2 separate regions of the Urocitellus parryii genome follow, and region 2 is linked to region 1. The links are chromatin contacts, called in public Hi-C maps. All regions are on one chromosome and are shown on one strand. Each heading gives the region's core, a stretch centred on a gene start, on an enhancer-like site or on the middle of the called end of the contact. The rest is flanking DNA. Distances are from core to core; before and after follow the strand shown.

Region 1 (4,823 bases), core at 1,600-4,099:
CTTAAGGCTAAGAGACCACTCACATGTAGTAAAACATAACAAGATCTGGCATTTATACTTGCTTAAGGAAGAGTCATAGTTAGAACACAGCTGGTGAAAGCACAGAGAAATTTAAACAATACTTCTTCTAACTTGTTGGTGTCATTTATCAACAGACTCCCTAAGTACCACAGGCTCAGGAATACTACTGTGAACTGAGCATATGCAAGCCTGCTCAATCACTTACCATTAGCAATTCTGCACTGCTTCAACACCTCATTGAAACCCTCACAGAGCTTAACATCAGCTTGGTTCTGGGCACACTCCAAAAATTGTTTTATCTCATAAAAGCAAGGGTCACTAAGCTGCTGCTGTTGTGCTGGCTGGGTTCCCTGAGGCTCCTGTAAAGTCAAGGCAAAACATTTGTAACTACTGAGAAAGAAAATTGTTACAGTTTTTGCAGTTAACTGGGGAAACAACCAGGATCAAATACAAATTAATCAAAGTGTCCACATAATAACACTGAAAGTGAAAAATATCAAGAGGCAGAAAGCAAGTGAATTTTAATAAAACTTCAGCTGCAATAAGAAAGTTTCATGAACACAAAAGCAAATAAGGCAGAATGGTTATCTGGGCACATCAAGATTAAATGGGGCTGTGGTTACAGTTCAGTGATAAAACATCTGCCCAGCATGTGTGAGGCCCTACTAAATGAACAGAATACAAATAAAACATACCGGGGAGGTAGCCCAGTACAATACCCACACAGGCAAAAAAAAAAGAAAGAAAGAAAGTTCCAATGAAACTCGATGGAGGAAAAATGGGACTACTATGGGAAAAATAGGGGTGAGTTTCAAGAACACCAGAATTATAGAGTCCCAACTTGTATTCATTAGTAAAGAAAATCCACACACTTCAGAGAGGTGCTGGAAAATATCAGGCAAGGGATCACAAAGCAAATTTTTGATTACTTAATATTGAGATTAGATTAATAAGAAAAATCATTGAGATTAAATATTTGAAGGGGAAAATGGCTATTTTACAGGGAGTCAGGCTGGACTGTCCCAACTGTACACCTTGGGAAGAAACACAATTTATACAGTACTTGTTGGTGTTGGTCTGAATCACTAATAGGGCTTTTGACAACACACTTTCTATTAATGGTATTGTAGATTCTAACCTTAAAGACAATTCCTAGGCATAAAGAACTTATAAACAATTATATTTTCTCCAAACATACCTGGTAAGTGATATCAGGCTTTGCGGGCTCTCCTCCACTGAAGCCTCCAGTGATGGCATGGCCCAGTGTGTGCCCAACAGCAGAGCCCACTGCCACACCAGCTGCAGTGGTTGCCATCTGGGCCATCAGACCTGGCTGCCGGGGTGCTGCAGCAGGAGACCCCACTGCAGATGGTGGGGCTGCAGCTGGTGGCTGAGCTGCTGGTGCTGGCCTGGGTGCAGCCCTCATCTGAGGGGCCCGGCTGTGAGAAAAAGGAACAAGGAACAAGGATGAAGTACTTCTAACTGGTTTTGTGAACTGTCAACTTAAAAATGAACTCTCTTCCCATCCCCACTCCTGCAACCATTTCAAAGTTTTCATATAGGTCACAGAATCTTTTCAAAACACATTTATTCCAACATTCATAATGAAAAAAGTAAAAGGGCGGGGAAGCTCAGCACTAAAGCACCTGCATCAGTCTTTGGTGCCACCAAGAAAAGACAATGAAGGAAGAAAAAAACCTAGAATTCATCTACTCAAACATTAGGCAGCAGTATTGCAGAGGCTGGGAATATAACAGAGGCAAAAACCTCTGCCTTGGTGGAGCTTAAGTTCTACTGAAACTTCCAAGAATTACTTCATATAATTTAAAATGTCATGATGCCTTTTGATACAGTGGGCTAAAAAAAATTAAGTTATATTAAATATTAAGGAATAAATTCATTTTCTTTTGTTTGCACTGGGGATTGAATCGGGGGGGGGGGTGCTTTATTCTTTACTTCCAAACTTGCTAAATTGCTGAAGCTGGCCTTTAACTTGCCATCCTCCTGCCTCAGCCCCCAGAGTCGCTGGGATTACAGGTGCCTGGCCAGGAGAAAATTTCTTTAGAGAGGCTATGTTGGGGGATATCAGAATCTCAGTAGAACCAAAGAGAGCCTCACCGTGCCAGCTACATTGGAAGGCTCTAGCCCTGGGCTGTCCCCAGGAAACCGAACCCGAGGGTCGCTCGGGACGAGTGCGGGAGCAACCTGGGCAACACGGCGAGACCCTTCCTCAAACCACAGGAGACTCGGCTGGGGAGAAGTTTGGGCTGGCATCTCGTTTTGGACTGGAAGGCGGCCAGCGCCGGCGACTGCCGGGCTGCAGCACGTACCGGGGCTCCCACCCGCGGCCACCGGCGCTCCCAGCATTCCCACCGGAGCGTCAAACACCGCTGCGCCACCTTTAGCTCAGGTCAGGCCCTCGGAGCCTTCGGGTCCCCTCCCCGCAAGTCCCTGCCGCGGAGCGCCCGGGGGAGCTCCCGCCCCGGCGTGACAGCCGCACCGGCGAGTCCCGCACCACAACAGGAGACCCCGTGTCCTGCGCTCCCCGCACCCTAACCCGCCCGCCCCGCGACCCCGCGTCCCGCAGCCAGCAGCCGGGCGTCCAGGCGGGGGCCTCGCGCCCCGCGGAGCCTCACCTGGCTGGGGGAGCCACGCGCGAAGTGCGGCTCCGGCTTCCACGCGGCATGGTAAGTTCCCGACGGCTCGGTGTCCAGAAGGCGAAATGCAGTGCGCAGGTGACCACCTCCGAAGGCTAGCGGAAGCTGGGGATGGGGCTGCCCGGGGCGCAACCAATCAGCGCGTAGGCGGGGGCCGGGCGCCGACGTCCACGGGCCCTGAAGGTCACCGGAAGAGCAAGACGTCACTACGGTTTGGCAGCGCAGTGACGTCATGAGCGGGCGCCGGCGCTCTGGGAGACCGGAAATTGTTGCGGGGCGTGTTGGGCGCGAGCAGAGAGGCGACGGCCTTGGGTTCCTCGCGAGGGTTTCGAGAATGGATTCAGGAGACAAGCGCAAGGAAGCCGCGTGTCCGTGTGACCCCGCTAAGGTCGCGCGGCATGAGCGCCTCGTGTCCGTCACGACAGCCCCTCTGCGTGCCGCCGTGCGTTTACGGTCCGGAGCGGGCCCGGCGTGACTTCCCCGGGCCGCGAGGCTCACCCCGCTGTGACTAGCAGCGATCCCGGGCTCGGTCCGCAGTACCGCAGATAGTAGTAATTACACACAGACACACACCCCAGATCTGCCTTCGCGGAGCTTGGGTTTCAGAGAGGGGAACCCCAAAGCCTCCCTGAGTCAGGCAGTGGTGATGCGAAGAAGGCGCTAGATTAGCGGCGGGCTGGGGCCTGCCGGGTGGCGGCGGTGTTGCCCTGCCCTGCTCTTGACCTGCCCGTGGAACCTAGCTGCCTCATCCTGATCTTGTTTTTTTTTTTTTTTTTCTTTTTTCTCTTTCTGGTTATCGAGTCCAGGTCATTCAACCACCGAGCCACATCTCTGGCCCTTTAAAATTTGAGGCCCTTTTAATTTTAATTCCTTGTAGCTGGAATTTAGGTGTGGGCCATCTTGCAAACTGTTTTTGAGCAGCAGATGCTGGTGGGTCAGGTGGGCTAGCCAAGACTGACTGGATCTAAGGTGTTGCCAGAGTGACTCAGGCAACCTCTAACTTCATTATTGTCTTGTCTGATTGCTAAATGACAACCCCACACACCCGGCACCACTAGTAAGAACCATAAAACGAGTGAAAAGAGGTGGGTATTGTTGTATAAGACTGTTAACAATGCTGAATCTAGTTTGCTAGTTTTATTATTATTATTATTTTAGTTGTAGTTGGACACAATGCCTTTATTTTTACGTGGTGCTGAGGACCGAACCCAGTGCCTCATGCATGCTAGGCGAGCGTTCTACCACTGAGCCACAACCCCAGCCCCTGGTTTGCTAGTTTTTTGTTGAGAATTTTTGTATTAAGATCCATAAACAAGAGCAGTGGCTCAAAAGGATGAGACAGGAGGATCACAAGTTGCCAGCCTCAGCAACGCAGGGAGACCCTACAAAAAAGGTTGGAAATGTGACTCAGTGGTAGATTGCCCTTGGTTCAGTCCCCTTATTGTTAAGCCCCCCACCTAAATTCACTTACAGTGATCAAAATTTGAACCAAGAAACTTAAAAGTTGTTATAAATAAGAAATTTAGGTAAACGGACTCAATGATTGCAGTAAAAATTCTCAAATTAGGCAATAGGCAACAATTTTATTTTTAGTACTATCATTTAGAGAAGACTGTTTCTATTTTTGTTTTGAGAAGGGTTCTTGCTACCTTGCCAAGGCTATCCTCAAAATCCTGGGCTCAAGGGCTGGGGTGGTGGCTCAGTGGTAGAGGACTTGCCTTGCATTCATGAGGCACTGGGTTCCATCCTCAGCACCACATAAAATAAATAAAAGGTATTGTGTCCATCTACGACTAAATTTTGTTTTTTTAATTCTGGGTGTACAACCAGAGATATGAAAAAATTGTGCTTTCTGTGCATAATATGAATTGTAATGTATTCTGTTGTTGTATAAAACAAATTAAAATTAAAAAAAATTTTTAAATCCTGGGCTCAAGCTATCATAGGACTACAGATGTGTTACTATACCTAATGGCATCAGAATTTTTTTCCAGAGGCAGATATCAAACCCAGGGCCTTTAAAAGATAGGCAAGAGCTCCACCACTAAACTACATCCCCAGCCCTAACAGGAAAATTTAAATTGCATAATGTTCCTGATTGTAGAAATTAGCTGTAGGAATGTTCGTTTAACACAGAGAAAACCT
Region 2 (4,823 bases), core at 1,196-3,695, 150 kb after region 1:
TGGCCACCAGAGATGGGCTGCAGGCACCTGCAGCTGGCCCCGGCCCCCAGCACCATCAGCTACCACTCTGCCATCTGCATCCAGAAGACGCACATCCAGCTGCACATGTTCACTGCCCTGGGTGAAGATCTGGTAATTCACCAGCCCTGCAGGGAACAAGAGATCAGGCCAGGGAGGGTAGGCTAATGGGGGAGGGGGGGCAGAGATTCTCAATGGAGCTCAGTGTCTGTGAGAGGAGAGGGGGGCACAGGACCCTCATCACGAGCTATGCCATTTTAGGCAGGACCCCACCTCTCCCTGAGCCTCCTGTCCTCAAAGTGAGGTCAACCAGGTGATTTCTCAAGGCCTTGATGGTTCCCATTTCAGATTCTAAGTAGATGGGAGCTTGTGGGGGTCGAGAGCCCTTTTCCTAGGATCTTTCCAAACAGCAAATAAAGCCTCTCTAGGCCCAGCTGAGGGCAGGGGCTTCCAGGAGCCCTCACCAGTGTCTTGGTCCACTCCAGTGGTGACCGTGATGTCGTCGATGTAGGTGGTAGGCGTCGTGTAGAGAATCACAGACCGATGCAGTCCCGCATAGTTGAAGAAGTCAAAGTTTATGTCCTGGACAAAGTAGCCCTTAGGATACCTAGGTGGGGGACAGTGATCATGTGTCCTTGCTCTGGATCCTCTGACCTCAACTCACATCTCCCTGGCCTCCCCAGATCTAAAGCCTTAATTCTGCAAAAGCCACCCTGTTCCCAGCAGGAAGACCTCTGGGCAGGTGGGAGGGGGACCAGGGGACAGGCTGCTGCTCACTTGGAGGTATCGGTCTTGTAGAGGATGGTCCCTGGCGGCAGGGTGTGGGGGGTGAGTGTGTTGTTGATGGCGATGGTAATGCGGCAAGAGGACAGGGGCCCACTCTGCACCAGCTTGCTGATGTCAGCCTCGAAGGGGAGGTGGCCCCCCTCATGCTCTGCCACATGGACCCCGTTCACCCACTGCAGACACAAGGAGGGCCACCAGGCCAGAGCTTAAAGAGGGGGCCCTGCAGTCTCAGGTTCTCCCTCACATAAGGACCCACATGTAGGGGCCAAGGGGCCTGCCAGAAGCCCCCTGCCACACCAGCCTGGTGAGAGGAGGGGAGAGCCAAAGGAGATTAGGCAATGTGTCCCACCTGCAGCTCAGACCCCACACTGGGGCATGAATGTCCCCCTACTGTTCCATCCAGACGGTGGGCTATCAGGTGACAGTTGGGAGCCAGGCAACCCCAGGCATGCTCAGCAGCATGACTGCCCACCCCCTGCCTGCTGCCCCCTGCACTGACCACAATGGCATAGTAGTGGGCGCTGCCAATCCTCAGCACCACTCTTGTGCTCAGGTCTTGGGTCCACCGCTGAGGCAGGACTGCCTCCCGTTCGTACCACACCCAGCCAACAAAGCTCCGAAGCTGTGCATCTTGGCCCACGTCGTTGAAGCTGGAGGGGACTGGCATGTCCAGGGTGGGCCCCGACTGGGAGAGAAGAGTCAGGTCAGGTCCAGTCCCCTAGGCCCTAGGCCCTAGGCCCACCGTCCTGCACTGCCACACTCCCCAACACCTGGCACAGCTCTGACACACAAAAGGGACTATGAACAATTGGATCACTTGCTGGCCTCAGCAATGCCAGTATGGTTTGTGGGGAGACCGTGGTGGTCAGAAGAGCTTCCTCAGGGCAGAGAGCACCAGGGCCAAGATCTCCATGGATCAGGGTGAGCCAGGGGTCAGCTCGGCCAGGGGCAGGAAGGGCCACCCCCTGACTCAGAGGCAGATGACCGGCAGACAAGAGAGGAAGGCCGGCAGGGCCGGGCCCCTGGACTGGTCGGTAATGCTGGCGGCAGGCCGGCTCCTCACTTCCTCCTCTGCTGAGCGAAGTGGGAAAGGGAGAGGAAGGCGCGGGCGCCCTGCTGGCCCCGTCTGCGCATCCGCACGCGGCCGGGGAGCTGGGCAGGGGTCCTGGTGTTGGGGGGGCCAGCACCCGTACTCTCCCTGAGCGCTGGAAGCCACGGTCCCTCTTGTCTGGGCCAAGGTGGCCCCAGAAGACCAGGCTGGCCCCTGCGGCGCCCCGCTGCGCTCTGAGCCGCGGACACCGCTCGGCAACGCCCGCCGCTGGGGCGAGCCCGCCCGCCCTGCGCCGCCGCGGCCCCCGGCTCGCAGACCCCGCGACGGACCGCAGCCCCGCCGTGCAGCGCGCACCTCGCGCAGCGGCCGCCGGTACCACTGCTGCTCAAAGCCCAGGCGCCGGCCGTCGGAGAGGTCGGCGCGGAAGCTCCAGAGCCCGTCCAGGTCCTTGCGCTCGCGCGACGGGCTCTCGCGCGGGTACAGCATCCCGCCCTGCAGCGCTAGCGCGCAGCCCCAGAGCAGCGGGCCCAGCGCCCAGCCGCGCGCCAGCCTCCAGCCCATGGCTCCGCGGCGCCCGCCGTCTGCCGGACCAGGGCATCACGTGGCCCCGAGAGACCGCCCGCGCGTGCGGGTCCGGGGCGCGCGCCCGGAGCCGAGGCAGCTCCCCGGCGCCCCCTGCGGAAGGCCGGGTGCCTGCAAGGACGCTGCCCAATCCCAGGCCTGGTGTCTGCGAGGTCACTGCCCTCCTCGGAGCAGGGACCCTAGGCAAGGTCACTGCCCAACTCCTGGGCGGGACCCAACGCGGGGTCCTCGCCCAACCTGGGGCTGAACCCAGCAGGCGGGAGATCATTGCCCGCCCTGGGGCCTGGACCCAGCCGGCCCAATCGCACAAGGTTTCCGTGTGTTTGTTCTGACTTCAGGTCACCACAGCAGCCTTCTGAGCTGGACTTTGATGCTGAAAGTGCAGTTCCCAGAAGAGTGAAAATGTAGAAGCCAACAAAGGATGAACAGTCCTCCGAATGCTTGCAATGTGAAATAAGCAGAATATGAGGCAAAATAAATACAGTTTTCTGGGTATAAACCCAGGGCGTCAGACATGCCAAGCAAGTGTTCAACCACTAAGCCCAAATAGGGTAGAAGAAACAGGACAGGTAGAAAGAACCTAAAGGGAAGGAAAAAGGGACTGAGGCTTTAAATCCAAAAACCCGTGAACTCCCCAACCTTCACCTCCAGATCTTTTTCCAGGCCTGAGTTCTTACAGAGTGCTGTCAGTCCACTTAATAGGTACTTACTTACTAAATTTGTTTTCAGAATGTGCTTTTATTTATGTGTTGGATATGGAAAATGACAAACTCCAAACAGTATGGCCCAGGGACAGGGAATGAGGCAGAAGGCAATACATTGATCCTTTCCTAGTACAATCTTCCCCAGTGACAAGACAGGTCCCCAGGAGGAGATATCCATCGAGTCTGAAATGACACTCTCTGGGAAGAGGCCAAAGCATTGATCCTTCCCTAGACAAATCCTTTCCCAGATACCGACCACTGACCCCAGACCCTCCATCTGGCTCAGTAAAGATAAATCCCAGATACTGAAGCAGGACTCCAAGATGGCAGAGGCAGGGTACAAGCTGGAGGTGGGTCATGTCCCTGTTTACAAGTCCTATCGCTGTGATACTTCCTGCCTCAGGTTGGGTATTCAGAAACCGGTCACTTGTAATCAGGCGTCACAAGGTAACCAGTGGGAGCAGATGGGGTAAGGTCCTCAATTCTGTCCCCACAGGGAAGAGAGCATAAAAGACCAGGGTTTCGGGCGGTGAGCCCCTGTGGGCCACTGCACCTGCCTTATGGAGTGCTACTTCCTCCTTCCCCTCCATGAAGTGCACTTGGCTTATTCCTTCTGTGTCTTGCTCAATTCTTTTTTCACATCCCCAAGAACCTGGACCCCAAGTGGACACCCAGACATAACAACGCCATTCCACTCGTCCCTCCAGTGGCCTTCCCATGCCCTCTATGAAATTTCCCCAGATCAGTGAGCCTATTTTGCAATTCTGTGATTCTTAAAATTCAAATCCATGAATGGGGTTGTGGCTCAGTGGTAGAGCACTCACCTGGCACATGCAACGCCCTGGGTTCGATCCTCAGCACCACATAAAAATGAATAAACAAAATAAAACTATTGTGTACAACTACAAAATAAACATTTTTAAAAAATTCAAATCCATTCTTTCTTTCTCCATTTTTCGTTTTTATTTTTTGAATTTTTTTAGTTGTTGATAGACCTTTGTTTTATTTATTTATTTTTATGTGGTGCTGAGAATCAAACCCAGTGCCTCACACATGCCAGGCAAGTGTGCTACTGCAGAGCCACAGCCACAGCCTGAATTTTTTTTTTTATTGGTTCCTCTACCCACTTTTAAAATTGAATTATAATTGCTAACCATGCTAGTGCTGTTCACCAGGTATTTACTTTCTTCCCATTTAGGCCCAAGGTAGTATTGCATGCTTTCGCTCTTTGATATCGGGGTGGCCGTGTGACCATTTTGATGAATGATATGTAAATAGCAGAAAGTCCTGAGAGGAGCCCTGGCTCTGGCATCCCTTTCTCCTGTCTGGTGATCCTGGAAGCACCTGTTGAAACCCAGCCTCCCTGGGGTCCCTTCCAGCCAGCACTGAACCCGCAGTGGAGAGGAGGGAGTTGTAATCCAGCATACCAGCCCCCTGCTGCAGCCTGACCAGGAGGTTACTGTTGTTACTCCCACTCTCCAAGCATGCTAACCCAGACCCAAGTGGCCTGTAAATTGGCTGACACCACAGAGCTGGTGAGGAGCACAGGTGGAATGTCAACCCGATCAGATTCCAAGTATTGTGTTACCCCTCGAAATCCACGGTGCCCCTCCAACACTCTCAGACCCGTGTTTGGAAAGAGAACCAACAGAGTTGTGGGCTTTAACTCACAGTCGTACGTG

Evidence for each region. Hi-C and Micro-C count contacts between places; a contact is called where the count stands out from the background.
Region 2: a contact with region 1 is called in a Hi-C map of muscle, with 4 times the contacts expected there. The contact joins the promoter of Gusb here to the promoter of Chchd2 in region 1. A contact is called at or near these places in 2 of 2 Hi-C or Micro-C datasets (liver and muscle).

Annotation. Positions count from the first base shown.
Region 1 is chr9:22,335,991-22,340,813 of mUroPar1.hap1, forward strand. It overlaps Chchd2 (coiled-coil-helix-coiled-coil-helix domain containing 2), which reads right to left and starts at 2,850. Exons shown (of 4, transcript XM_026400404.2): 1 at 2,658-2,850; 2 at 1,220-1,460; 3 at 227-380. The coding sequence starts at 2,707.
Region 2 is chr9:22,481,467-22,486,289 of mUroPar1.hap1, forward strand. It overlaps Gusb (glucuronidase beta), which reads right to left and starts at 2,446. Exons shown (of 12, transcript XM_026400458.2): 1 at 2,210-2,446; 2 at 1,304-1,489; 3 at 796-977; 4 at 483-625; 5 at 1-146. The coding sequence starts at 2,416.